Regions from separate parts of the Sus scrofa genome. Here regions 1 and 3 are each linked to region 2. A link is a contact called in public Hi-C data. All regions are on one chromosome and are shown on one strand. The core of a region is the stretch at or near the end of the contact, and the rest is flanking DNA. Distances in the headings are between cores, read along the strand shown. Region 1 overlaps XXYLT1 (xyloside xylosyltransferase 1). Region 2 holds the start of FAM43A (protein FAM43A). Region 3 overlaps XXYLT1 (xyloside xylosyltransferase 1).

Evidence for each region. Hi-C and Micro-C count contacts between places; a contact is called where the count stands out from the background.
Region 1: a Hi-C map of skeletal muscle shows a contact between it and region 2, with 11 times the contacts expected there. The contact joins the enhancer-like site here to the promoter of FAM43A in region 2. A contact is called at or near these places in 5 of 5 promoter capture datasets (fetal liver, fetal skeletal muscle, liver and 1 more), 34 of 47 Hi-C or Micro-C datasets (adipose tissue, alveolar macrophages, blood and 18 more) and 2 of 2 datasets of contacts at active chromatin or transcription factors (alveolar macrophages and skeletal muscle).
Region 3: a contact with region 2 is called in a Hi-C map of retroperitoneal adipose tissue, with 3 times the contacts expected there. The contact joins the enhancer-like site here to the promoter of FAM43A in region 2. A contact is called at or near these places in 3 of 5 promoter capture datasets (fetal liver, fetal skeletal muscle and skeletal muscle), 3 of 47 Hi-C or Micro-C datasets (embryonic fibroblasts, retroperitoneal adipose tissue and skeletal muscle) and 2 of 2 datasets of contacts at active chromatin or transcription factors (alveolar macrophages and skeletal muscle).

Annotation. Positions count from the first base shown.
Region 1 is chr13:132,098,224-132,102,308 of Sscrofa11.1, reverse strand. All of the region lies in intron 3 of XXYLT1 (xyloside xylosyltransferase 1), which reads left to right. Among named protein-coding and RNA genes, the nearest start is that of XXYLT1, 170 kb to the left of the region's middle. Within about 2 kb of position 2,103, at least 16 of the 83 cell types and tissues checked have an H3K27ac peak or open chromatin away from gene starts, as enhancers often do. A contact at or near this core is called in adipose tissue, omental adipose tissue, retroperitoneal adipose tissue and 3 more, where this site is marked.
Region 2 is chr13:131,659,982-131,664,050 of Sscrofa11.1, reverse strand. It overlaps FAM43A (protein FAM43A), which reads right to left and starts at 1,577. Exons shown (of 1, transcript XM_003132600.4): 1 at 1-1,577. The coding sequence starts at 566.
Region 3 is chr13:132,171,841-132,176,072 of Sscrofa11.1, reverse strand. The region is part of intron 2 of XXYLT1 (xyloside xylosyltransferase 1); the gene reads left to right. Among named protein-coding and RNA genes, the nearest start is that of XXYLT1, 96 kb to the left of the region's middle. Within about 2 kb of position 2,297, at least 1 of the 83 cell types and tissues checked has an H3K27ac peak or open chromatin away from gene starts, as enhancers often do. A contact at or near this core is called in retroperitoneal adipose tissue, where this site is marked.

The DNA of each region.
Region 1 (4,085 bases), core at 854-3,353, 440 kb before region 2:
GGGTGGGGGGTGGTCAGGTGAACAGGAATTCTGCAGGGGTGTTGGCCTCTCATGTAGATGCACCATGCGTGTATCTTCCTTTTTAATATTGTGCTCTTGTTCAAGAATGGAGATCTGCAAAACAAAACAAACAGACAAAAAACAAAGAAAGGATATGATCTGATGTAGTGAGCATGCATTTTTGGGGGTAGATAGACTAGGATGATTTAAACTCCGGATTGTGTCATTTTCTGGTTATTTTACTTCTCTGAGACTTTGTCGCCTTATTGATATATTGGAAATAATAATAATGCCTTTGGGGTTGTTAGGAGAACTAAAGAAAATGCAAGTAAAACTCAGAGCATAATGCTTGATTTATAAGATGAGAGCTGCCTTAATTGTTGTTATTGATGAACATTTTGTGGGAAATGACTCTGAACAGTAGCATGTTGTAAAGGTCAATCCTGGGGTTTGCTTTGCTGAAATACCGGAGTTCTAGTTTGTGTCTGGTTGGGACTGTTGCATGTTACTCTTTCTTTCTGGTTTGTAGTGTTTTCCAGCTTTTAAACTTTGAACATATATTTTACAGACAAGAAATTGATTTTTTTTAAAAATGGAGAAATATTTTTATTAAGTCTCATGAATAAACATTAATAAACAGCCATTTGATAACAGTTGAAGGTTGTTGAGAAAGGTTCCACTTATGCCTCATTTGGGGATTTTTTTTTTCTGTCTTGCTCAGAGTGCATGTTTTGGTAAACGTAGTGGTTTGCATTTCTAATTAATCTTTATGCCTGGATGATTTTAATATGCAGTTATATTTAGTAAAGAAAAACAAGGGTGGATGGAAGGAGCAGCATGCTGTGGCTGGCCAGGCTGGGACCAGCACTGGAGCCTGCAACCCAGGGCCGCCCCTGTAGGCCAGTGGAGGAGGGGCTGAGCGCCACCCACCCCTGTGGGGGGGCGAGGACCGGTTGCTGCCACCAGATGAGTGGGGGGGGGAGGCTTTCCCCTTCAAACGGGGCATAGTTCGATTTTGCGACAGGTGCACTGCGATGGAGTAGGTACCCAGGTAGGGCTGTTTTTGTTTGCTGTGTGGTTGTGGCAGGCAGGCAGCGGGGAGTGGAAGAAGGGCCCTGCCGCACAGGAAGCGTGCTTGGAGGGCGACTGGAGCATTCAAAACGTGAGGTGCCTCATCCATTCCAAAGGCAATAGTTTACATCCATTAACCCCAAGCTCCCAAACCAATGAGATCCTGCTGTGTAGCCCTGGGAACTATGTCTAGTCACTTATGATGGAGCATGATAATGTGAGAAAACAGAATGTGTACATGTATGTGTAACTGGGTCACCATGCTGTACAGCAGAAAAAAAAAATCGTATTGGGAAAATAATTTAAAATATATATATACATAAAGATGAACAAACAAACAAAAAGGTGCCACATCTACCACCTGGCTCCTGAGGCCGCGAGGGTTAAAGCAGACTGAGCTGGATCATCAGATCCACTCACAGTGGGAATCCTGGGAGGGATAACGGTGGAGGGTGGGTTTAATTTTGCCCCTGGCACTTTGTGGCCCCCTCACTTCTTTCTGAAAGGAGTTCGGAGGCAGTTTTTAAATCTTGCGGAAACGAAGCTGTAAATGGAAGGTGAAAGGTCGTTCTAGGCAAAACAAAACAAATGTGCTCTTTCCACAAGGCACAGGGTTTTATTTTTATTTTCTAATCCTGTTAGCAACAGAAAAAGACTCTGAGGAGCCCCTGATTTTATTACCACCGGGAGCACTTGATCTGTCGTTGGTGGGCACCCTGGCCAGATATCCAGGGCTCGGTCGTCTTCTTCCCCGGGGTGGGGGGCTGGTCTGGGAACTCAGCCACCGCGGCCTAGGAGCGGGGAGTGCTGATGGTCCCTTCTGTCTCCTGTCTGGGTAGAGGGGTGTCCATCATGTCCACTACCGAGGGGTACTGGCTTACATCCTGAGGCAGAGGTGGCAGGGGGAAGACGGTGGTGAAAGGAAAGTGCGAAGAGAAGGTGGCGCGGGTTAATCGGATTGGGTGGCTCCTCGCAGAGCTGCGCTGCTGAGAGGCCCCCAGACCCTTCCGCGTGGGTGCAGTTTCACGCTTCACCAGCAGGGGTCGCTCCTGGGTCACGCCCAGGGCTGCGTGCAGGTGGGAGAACTTTTTGGGCCTCCTCCCCTACAACAGCTTAGAATCACTGAGCTCTGGAACGTTCCAGCTGATGAGATTTGACACCATCTTGAGGCGCTGAGAGAGGAAGTGGCTAGTCCCTTGAGAGAGGGTGTATTTGGGTCCCAACTGCGGCAGAAACTTGCGGGCTAGGGTGGGGGTGAGACCAAAACAAGAGCATCTCTGATGATGAACATTAGTGAATGAAGGTATATATGTGGCTTCCACAAAGAGATGTTATTATTTTTCTCAGTGATAATATGAAGTAACTTTATTGTTTGATCCCCACTTTATTAATGATAACGAGTTGGTCACATTGGCTTAAAGAGCCCACGTTTAATTTATAGCATCTTTTTCATAGCAACAGTTAAATGCTACTAGGCAGTGAAATGCTGCCTGAAATGAGAAATTCACATACTTACTAATATGTATTATTTCCAGAGAAAGGTCGGCATTAAGCTTACTAAGAGGTAATGATATTCGGGTAAGAAAAGGTAGGAAAACAGGAGGTGTGACTTTAGTGCTGGTGGTTGGCAGTGTCACCAGGAAAGGAGAAGTCGAGGCTTTGCAGCCTCACAATGCAGACAGTGGCTTAACACCTGCAGAGGTGCTGATGCCTGTGGATAATGCTCACCCTCTGACCCCAGTGTCTGAACCAGGGCTCCAGGTCATTGCTCTGAGGCCTGTGTGTAGAGTCGGAGCCTACACTTGACTGGAGCTTCTGGGATGAATTGTGGTTTCTGAAGGAATCTGAGCTGCTGACACCTCAGAGCAGCGCAGTGAGCAAAAAGTGACCCTAGACGCCCACACCTACAGGGCCTTTAGAGCAACTTAAGTGCTTAATTTCCTCTGCCTGCTTCTTTTTATGAAAAATGTAAATAAACCACTCTTGAGCCATTAACCTTTGAAAGCTGTGTGTTAAAGAATGATTTCTTGTTATTATATCGTTTGCTCTCCCTTCTAACAGACACATGCTTCTTTTTTTTTAAGAGTAGAAATTTAAATAGTCTTAATAGAGCCCAGATAATTTTGCAGGTGAGCCTCTCACCTGTGTACTTCTTGTGGTATTTTGCCAGTGGACCTAGATCAAATAAAATAATATGGTATCTTGGAGTTCCTGTCGTTCCTCAGTGGTTAACAAACCCAACTAGTATCCATGAGGATGTGGGTTTGATCCCTGGCCTTGCTTATTGGGTTAAGGATCCAGCATTGCCATCAGCTGTGGTGTAGGTCGCAGACATGGCTCGGATCCTGTATTGCTGTGGCTGTGGTGTAGGCCGGCAGCAACAGCTCCGATTCGACCTCTAGCCCGGGAACCTCCATATGCTGTGGGTGCAACCCTAAAAAGACAGAAAAAAAGAAATAATATAGTATCTAGAAATGCCTGCGCTTCTCAAACTTTGAAAACCACTTATGCTGGGGGTGCTGCAAATCACCGGATAAATGTTCTGCATCTTCCAAATGAGTCAGTTTTACTTAAAGATTTGGTAGGGGGAAAATTGGCACATTCAGACATATTTGGGTATGTTATAGAATAGAATATTAAAGTTTTGTAGATCTTTTAGGAAGAAGTTTCAGTAGTCCCGGTATGTTTATGGTGTTATCATTTTATTATTATAATATTTTAGCTTTATGCACTAGACGTATGAGACAAAAATGAGTGTTCAGTTATATACTTGGGAAGATGAGGAGAGGAGTACCACCTTACCAGCGGTTCCCCAAAGTCATTGTGGCCACGTCACAATCACGCCCTTAAAATACGGGTTCCCAAGCCTTCTCCCGGAGGGTTTCTGATTCAGTTGGTCTAGGGTGGCGCCTCCAAATCTGCATGTTGGACATAAACCCCCAAAGTGATTCTGGTCTGTAACGAGACTTGGGAACCTAAGAACAAGTTTATTCTGACTATAGGCACTGGGAAAG
Region 2 (4,069 bases), core at 328-2,827:
TAGAGCAGCAGGGCCATGGCCTGCGCCTTCTCGGGCTTGGACACCAGCACCGCGTGGCAGCGTAGCATTACTGCCTTGTGCTTGAGCTCGTGCCGGTACACCCAGGCGAAGACCTTGGGCAGTCGCGCGTCCGCCACGCAGTAGGTAACACGATGCAGCAGGTAGAGGTGGCCTGGGCGGCGCAGCGCGCGCTCCTCGGCGTGCACCATGCGGATACCCTGCGCACTCACAGTCAGCTTCATCTTGGTGCCCTGACGGCCCGCCTCGCTCTTGCTCCAGATCTTGCCCACCGCTAGGTCAGTGCAGCCGTCGCCGCGCGCCTGGATGGTGGTGGCATTGCCCAGGTAGAGCACGGTGTAAGTAGGGTCCTCGCTGGTGATATGCAGCTTCTTGCGCTTGGAGCGGAACATGCTTCCCACCCTGCTGAGCGCGCCTTCGGGGCAAGCCCGAGCCAGCGAGCTGAGCGCCGAGTAGTGCAGGCTCACCGCGTAGCCCTTGGGCTTGGACGCCTGCCGTGGCGGCGCCTCGGCCAGCAGCTCGAACTTATGCTTCTTCCACGGCAGCATCTCCGGAGGGCGCCCCCGCGCAGCTGGCGGCGGTGGCGGCGGAGCGCCGGGTGGAAGCCCGGCTGAGCCACCCGCCCCGGCCGGGCTGGGCCCGGGCAAGACCGAAAAATAAAACTCTGCTGGGAGTGGCCGGGTCGGAGGGAGTGGGGGCGGGGGCGTGTATAGCGCTCCGGAACCCCGCCGAAAGAGGTAGGGAAAGAATTTTTAAAAAGAAGAAAAGGTTTAACTGCGGGAGTTGGGGGGAGGGGGGACGAACACAGATTTACCCCAGCCTGGGCAGGACGAGGGCAAAGAGTCTTAGGCAAGCCAAATGAGAGAAAGACAGCACGAGAGTGGAGCGGAAAATGTCTTTAGGAAAAAAAAGAGAGAGAGAGAGATACGCGCGTGCAAATAAATGAGAGAGCCCCAGCAAGAGCAGCCGGGATGGTGCGAGAATACGCAGGAACTCCTCGGCGAAGGTGAAAAGGGCCCCCCTCTCACATTCACACACTCAACCCCCAGGGCTAGGGCCAGAAACCGCGGAAACAACCGCGAGTGTGCCCAGGAGCCAGTGCTCCCCACCCCAAGGGGTGCTGGAGGCAAAAAGCCCCTCGGCCGAGCGGGTCCCAGAATCAGCTGCTTGCCCCAAGTGCACTCAGATGGTGGGTCCGGCTGGCCCCAGCGGGCCCCGCGCAGCAGTCCTTCGGTGGGTCACTGCATCTTCGCTCCGGCAGGACGCCGGGGACTCCGGCTCCGCCGGCTCACTGTCCGGGCTGGCTCGGCCGGGGCAGCGCGGGGCTCCGAGGGCAGGGCACGCGCATAGCCCGCTCCGGGGACGGTCGCTACCTCATTTCTTCCCTCCGGAGAGTGTCCAACTCCGCTCCCGGGATCTCTTCGCTCGGCTGCCCGCCTTTGCAGCGCGCCCCCTCCGGTGCCACGAGCAGTAGCCGCCTCGCCAGCCTCACATCCTTGCCGTCCGAGAGGAAGATCTCGGGTAAATATAGGCCGGCACAAACCATTCGCCGCGCGGGGACAGGGGAGGAGCAGCGAAGAGGCTCCGTTTCGGACTCCGACGCCCCACGGGTTCCTGGTCTCTTAAAGGGACCTGGTTGCAGCCCTTGGACGAGGGAAAGGGGAGACCGGTCCAATCTGGCCATTACAACCCAAATTTACCTGCGTCTCTTTTATCTGCGAAAATCGCCAAGACCTGGGGTTACCCCGCAGGAAAAGCAACCTGAATTCTGACACTCCACCCCTAGGCTGAATCGCAACTCACTGAGTAAATGTGTGTCTCCATCGAAACTTCTGGGGAAGGTGGTGCAAGATGGGATTTAGGCTATAATTCGATATGCCCAAAGGTAGGGGAAATAGTGATTCCGCGTGTGACTGCTGAGAATGACTGGGTGACGTTTAATTTTTTTTTTTCAGAATTGTATTTTATTAAAATAAAGAGGGGCAAGGAAACCACTGAGACTTATCTCTCACTATGGAGGAACCCTTTCTCCACAGGTACAGAGCAGACAGTGAACAGTGAGATGAGTGGTAGTTGACGATTAGAAGTAATACTATAGTATAGATCTGACAAATAAGGTCTTACCACTCCTAACCCCCAGCAATGCTCCTTCCATCAGCCTCAGAGTAGAGCGGGTTATAGAGATGTATACCATTTCTAAGTAATGCTTGGGTCTGGTTGGAATTCATTTTACTTTGTCAGGCCAGTCATTCGGTTTTATTACATCCTTGTCACATTATGGATAAGAATTCCTAGTAAAAATTCAAAGGACTTTTTAAATTTGTGTCAAATAATGCCCGGCCGCCCTACACCAAGAATGATTAGCATTAATCATTCTTTTCTCTAGTGCCATCTGGACAATGTCGCTTTAATCATCTGACCGGCCTGACCCTTGGCTAGTAACTCATTTCTGGGCCCTTAAAACAACCGGATTGCCTCTATGTTCTGCTCAATCAAAGCAAGACCACTTCTAGCTGGAATGGGTCATAAGTGTCTGGATGACTCTGCCTCAAATTCCCAAGCTCATCCCAGAGGAGGGCAGTGGACCCTCCTGCTCCCCAGACCCCATACCCTGGAGATCTGGATGTCTTGGCTTCCAAGTCAGGTCCTGGTTTCAGAACCAGCATAGCTCTTCAATGTAGATGAAATTCTCTGGCCATCTACCCTTTTAACCTTTCTTTGAACTCTAACCCAATTTTCTCAGCGTCATTGGTGCTGAGTTTCAATATAACTAACTTTCCTGAGTACCTTTTGGTGCTAGTCCCAGAGCTGAGAGCAGACTCAATTCCTGTCTCCAACAACCTCCCAGTCCAATGAAGGATGTAAACTTCACCCAGCTCTGGGCTCCTGCTGGAATGCAGGTTCTATGAGAGCCCCTTGTTGCCCCCAGTGCCTGGCATCACTTAATTTTTGAATGAATGAATGAAACATGCATGTGCACAGGAATTCAGAGTGAACAAAATGCCCTGAGAAGGACCCAAAGTATTCTGAGAAACGGGGAGAAAAAAGTTCTTTGTGACTAGGAAAATCAGAGAAAGTTCCACGGAGATGGTGATGTTTAAAGGATGAACAGGATTGTGTCAAGCAGGGAAGAATTGAAGGGCTTTCCAGATATAGAGAGTAGCAAAATTAGAGACCATAAAAATGCATGCCCATGTGCAGGTTAGGGTGGTGTTTAATGATTGCGACAATGAAAGAAGAAAATTTCCTGATCAAACAAGAAAGTCTCCTATTCATGCATTTGGGGCCCTCCTAGTCCCTGAGGGAAGGACTGGCCTTTTCATGGCTGACTGGCCCCAAAGTGTCATTAGACCAGAGCTATAATGCTTTGCTCCTGAGCTGCACTGAGGGTTAATGGAGGCAGGGTGTTGGAATGAGCTGGTTAGGACTCTAATAAGCCATTGAAACCCAAGTGAATTTCTCTTCTACTTGCATTTCTGGAATATCTTGCAGGGGCAATGAAGTAGATGGCATGTGCTCCAAACAAAAAATTCCAATAAAAAACACCAAATGAACCTGTGCTAAGTGACCTTTAGCTGGTCCGTAGTCTAAGTGCCTGAACTCTATTAACACAAACATCATGTTCAAGCAGTTAGCATTTCCAAATTACCCAGAGGTCCAAGGTCAGAAGGGTTTGGAGACAAGATGAGGAACCAGGGGTGGGAGCTAAGGCTGGTCTCAGCCTCTGCAAGAAGCACCTCCTTGGGCTTCATGAGGTAACAGGGAAACCAGTGGACCACCGCGCCAGGGAGGACTCCAATGATCGACAGAGCTTTCCAATGGCAGCCAGAGTGTCAGTCCCAGAGGTACAGGCCTGCAGAGGTGTTATTGGACTACCTTCTTAATAAGAACGTTTTCAACCTCTGGAGGACAGAAAAGTTCCAGGCAAATGTGGACATTCCAGCACGTGAGTCACACTCTGTGCAGATCTGAGACACAAAGCAGTTCCAGAATAGACCTCAGCAAAGCCTGCTGGAAAAGGCTTAGAAACTGCATGGGACTGAAGACTGCC
Region 3 (4,232 bases), core at 1,048-3,547, 510 kb before region 2:
TGATGTGGTTGTGGTGTAGGCCAGCAGCTACAGCTCCGATTCGACCGCTAGTCTGGGAACCTCCATATGCTGTGGAAGCGGCCCAAGAAATGGCAAAAAGACCAAAAAAAAAAAAAAAAAAAAAAGCCTTAGTTAACACTGGCCCTGGAAATCCCCGTCGGAATAGCGCATAGGTACATCAGAGTCAACATGCAACCCGGAACTGATGGTCTTCCTCTCCTCAACTTTGCCCTTCTTATCTTGGCAAATGATAGACTGTCTGAGCTGGAAACAAAGGACTTGTCTTTGATTTCCCTTCCTGCCTCATTCCCCGTAAGATTGTCACAAAGTCTCACCAGTTCTCCTTATACCTCTCTTTCTTTTTTGGCCAACTCATAGCATGTGGAATTCCCAGGCCAGGGATCAGATCTGAGCCACAATTGCTACCTAAACCACAGGTGTGGCAACGCGGGATCCTTAATCCACTGTGCCAGGCCAGGGATCGAACCTGTGTCCCAGTGCCCCAAGGCACCACTAATCCCATTGCACCACAGTAGGAGCTCTACCTCTCTTCTCCTCTCGTCTCTTCTCTTCTTTTCTCTCCCCTTCCCTTCTTTTTTGACCATCCCACAGCCTATGGAGTTCCTGGGCCAGGGATCTGTTCCAAGCTGTAGTTGTGACCTATGCTACAGCTGTGGTAAGGCTGGATCCATAACCCACTGTGCCAGGCAGGGAATTGAACCTGTGTCCCAACATTTCAGAGATAGCCCTGATCCCATTGTGTCATAGCGGGAACTCCTCTTTTTTTTTTAGCTGTTAAATGATTTTTGTTTGGCAACAGGCAAAATTATATGTGCAACTTTCTTTTTTTTTCTTCCAGTTTAATTGAGGTATAATTGACGCACAGCTCTAGATAAGCTTGAGTGCAGCATGATGACTTAACTTATATATATCATGAAATGCCTCCCACATAACCTCTTGATAGCTTCTGCCCCTGTTCCTGTCCATAGGGCTGGTGCCCTGTCAATGCATATTGCATGGCCACCCCAGTTGTAAAAAAATTTGAAATACTTACAGTCTGGTTGGTGAATTGACATCCCCCCAGCCCTCAGCAACACTGGCTTGTGGACTCCAGGATCCTTCTCCAGGGCTCCAGGCAGCTTCTTTTCCCATTGGTTCATTTTCTCTTGTGCTTCATCAACCAGTAGGTCCTCTTGTTACCTATGAGGTCTTGCCACTTGTCCTCTAAGGACGTGGCTTGAGCATTACCTGCTGGATGTCTTTTCCTGACCTTCCTCCCCAGCAGAATTTGTGGTCCATCTCTGTGGCTCTTAGGATAGCCCTGATGGCTCTGAGGAATGACTGCTTAATAGTCACCTCCATGAGACACTGAGCTCCTTAAGTGGGCAGCTCCCTCCCAAGTGAGTCCGGTTCTTGGAGGGTCTTGTCTCTCCTCCTTTTCAAAACGGTAGTTAGTGAATGTGCCAAGCACTGTGCTGCGTGCTAACATTATAAACCCTTGTGGAGCCTATGGTCCCCCTGGAGAGGCCAACCCTAAATAAGTAAACAATTAAATGTATAATTGCAAATTGTAAAAAGTCCTTAGAGGACAAACGATGGGGTGCCTGGAGTAAGAGAGTCTGGGAAAGTCATTGGACTTGGTCTGTGGGGATCCTCATTTCATGAGGGAAATGGAAGGCTCATCCGCTTTTGAAGGTCCTGGTATTTGAGACAGAGGTGGAGTGGGGACCGCGAGGGTTTCCCAGCTGCCGTGAGATGTGTTTTTCTTCGGTTTTGATTTTTTTAAAATTATTTATTTATTTGTTTGTTTGTTTGTTTTTTGGCCACACCTGTGGCATGTGGATGTTCCCAGGCCAGGAATCAAACCCATGCCACAGCAGTGACCCGGGCCACAACAGTGATAACACCAGATTCTTTACTGGGCCACCAGGGAACGCTCAGATGTGGTTTTAAAGAAGCTGATGGCTGGGATGATCCACAGCCTGCATTAAAAAAAATCACCAGAGCAGAATCCGTGGACATGGGTCCTCCTTGGGCTGTGGGCTTGCTGTTGGCTTCCTGTCCTGCTGCCAGATGGGTGACTCTGACCCCTGCAAAGTGAGGGAGCCAAAGGCTATGTCAGCAGCGTCCCTGCTGACATGGGTTCTGTGATCCACTCACTGCCTGTGGAAGACACGCCGGGAGGGACACCTGGACCCTTTCCTTCAGGGAGGGAAGGTCTGGTAGACAATAGGAGGGCCCTGTGGCCAGAGGGGGCGCAGGTGCCCCCTAGACGGTGAGCAGGTGCTGAGTGGGGGTGGGGCAGTGCCTGCCTTCTAAATGGAAGTTCACTTCCTCCAGGGCGATTCCTTTAGAGTTTGCTTCTCTGGAGCCTGTCCTTTAGCCTGAGCTGTTTGACAGCTGTGCTGGGGATGGTGGGAAGAAGGAAATGGGGAGAAATAGGAAGCTCACTGGCCATTTGAAAACCAGGCAGGAAGATGAGAGAGCTTTGAAATGATGCTTTTAATCATTGATAAAATAGGATCCAATTAATAAAAATACAGTTTGTCTTAGGCACATATCAAGTGTGTCCCGGGAACTGTTCTTCTGCCAAGTCTCCTAAAACTCAGAATGCCATTTGGCGTCAGGTGCCACCTAGGTCAGCTGCCTCCCTGGCATGTGTGCCGTGATGGTGACTGCAGAGTTAGAACCAGCAGGGGCCCGAGGGACCGCCTGGGCCTAGCCCCTGGTTCTATGGAGAGGACGTGGACCCAGGTCACAGCGGGATGGACTACATGTGCCTGGGACCCTGTGATCGACACCGGCTTCCTGGTCTCACCAGGAAACCACAGGGGCTGCCCAGGTTTGTGCTGTTAGGAATGCCGCCTCTGGCTCAGGAGGCCCCTCTTCCTTCCATCCAGCAGTGGGGCCTGAGGCGGGCAGGGCAGGGGCTGGCTTGGGCAGTTTCCTCATCTCCGGAGTCAGTGAAGAACAGCATAGGGAGGTTTGCTCTGATGCGAAGCAGTTGGCTTCAGCCTAGCTGGAGAGACCCCTGCTTTTTACCTCCCTTTGGAGCCCCAGCCCTTTGTGGCCACCAGGGGCCATATGTGGCCCCACCTCCTCGCTGGCAGGACCATGCCACTGTGCTGGGGCAGGGCTCCCCACTGGGCAGCCAGAGAGCAGAGGAGTGTGTTTATTAGGGGACTCAGGCAATTTCTTGGTGTTCGGAGGGGGGTTTGGGGTTCGCAGCCCCGGGTATAGGAACCTCCACTTTGCTCCCCATCATCCTGGGTGGGCTCCAGTTGGCCAGGCCCAGAAAAGCCTGCATTCACGTGGCCGCAGCAGCACTCTGTTCTGAGCCATAGCCTTTTTTTTTTTTTTAATCTTTTTAGGGCTGAACCCGCAGCTTACGGAGATTCCCAGGCGAGGGTTCAAATCGGAGCTGTAGCCGCTGGCCTACACCATAGCCACAGCAACGCCAGATCTGAGCCGCCTCTGTGATCTGCATCACAGCTCATGGCAACGCTGGATCCTTAACCCGCTGAATGAGGCAAGGGATCGAACCTGTGTCCATGGATACTAGTCAGATTAGTCTCCACTGAGCCATGACGGGAACTCCTGAGCCATAGTTTTAAAGCAGAGCCTCATCCTCTCTGGTCTCTCCTTTGGCAGCTGCCCTCTCACCATCCCCTTGCTCAGTCTGCCCTGGGAGAGCTGTCCAGCCTGCAGGCCTGACCCTCTCAGTCTGGTGATCAGTAGCTTCCCTGGCTCCCTGGCTCCCGGCCAAAGTGTGTCACTGGGATCCTCTGCAATGTGCCCCCAGACTGCCTCTGCAGCTCATCTGCCCCCCTGCCCTGTACACGCCTTCACTCCAGCCCAGTTGGCTGGCTTTCTGCTCTCCCCTGAAGTCTTGCAGGCTCCCAGCCTTCTGTCATGCGTGTCCCACATAGGAAGATGGGTTCATATCTGCCTTTCAAAGCCTGCTGTGGACTGGATTATATCCCCCGGATTGCTGTGTTGAAGCTCAGCTCCCAATGTGATGGTATTTGGAGATGGGGCCTTCGAAAGGTTGCTGGGGTTAAATGATGTCATGGGGTGAGCCCTGTCCTTACTGAAAAGGGGGTGATAGCAGAGTGCTGTCCCCCTCTGAGCGAGCACAGAGGAAGGGCCCTGTGAGGACACAGTGAGAAGGCCGCATCTGCAATCAGGAGAGAGAGCTCTCACAAAAAACTGAATTCGCCAGGACCTTGATC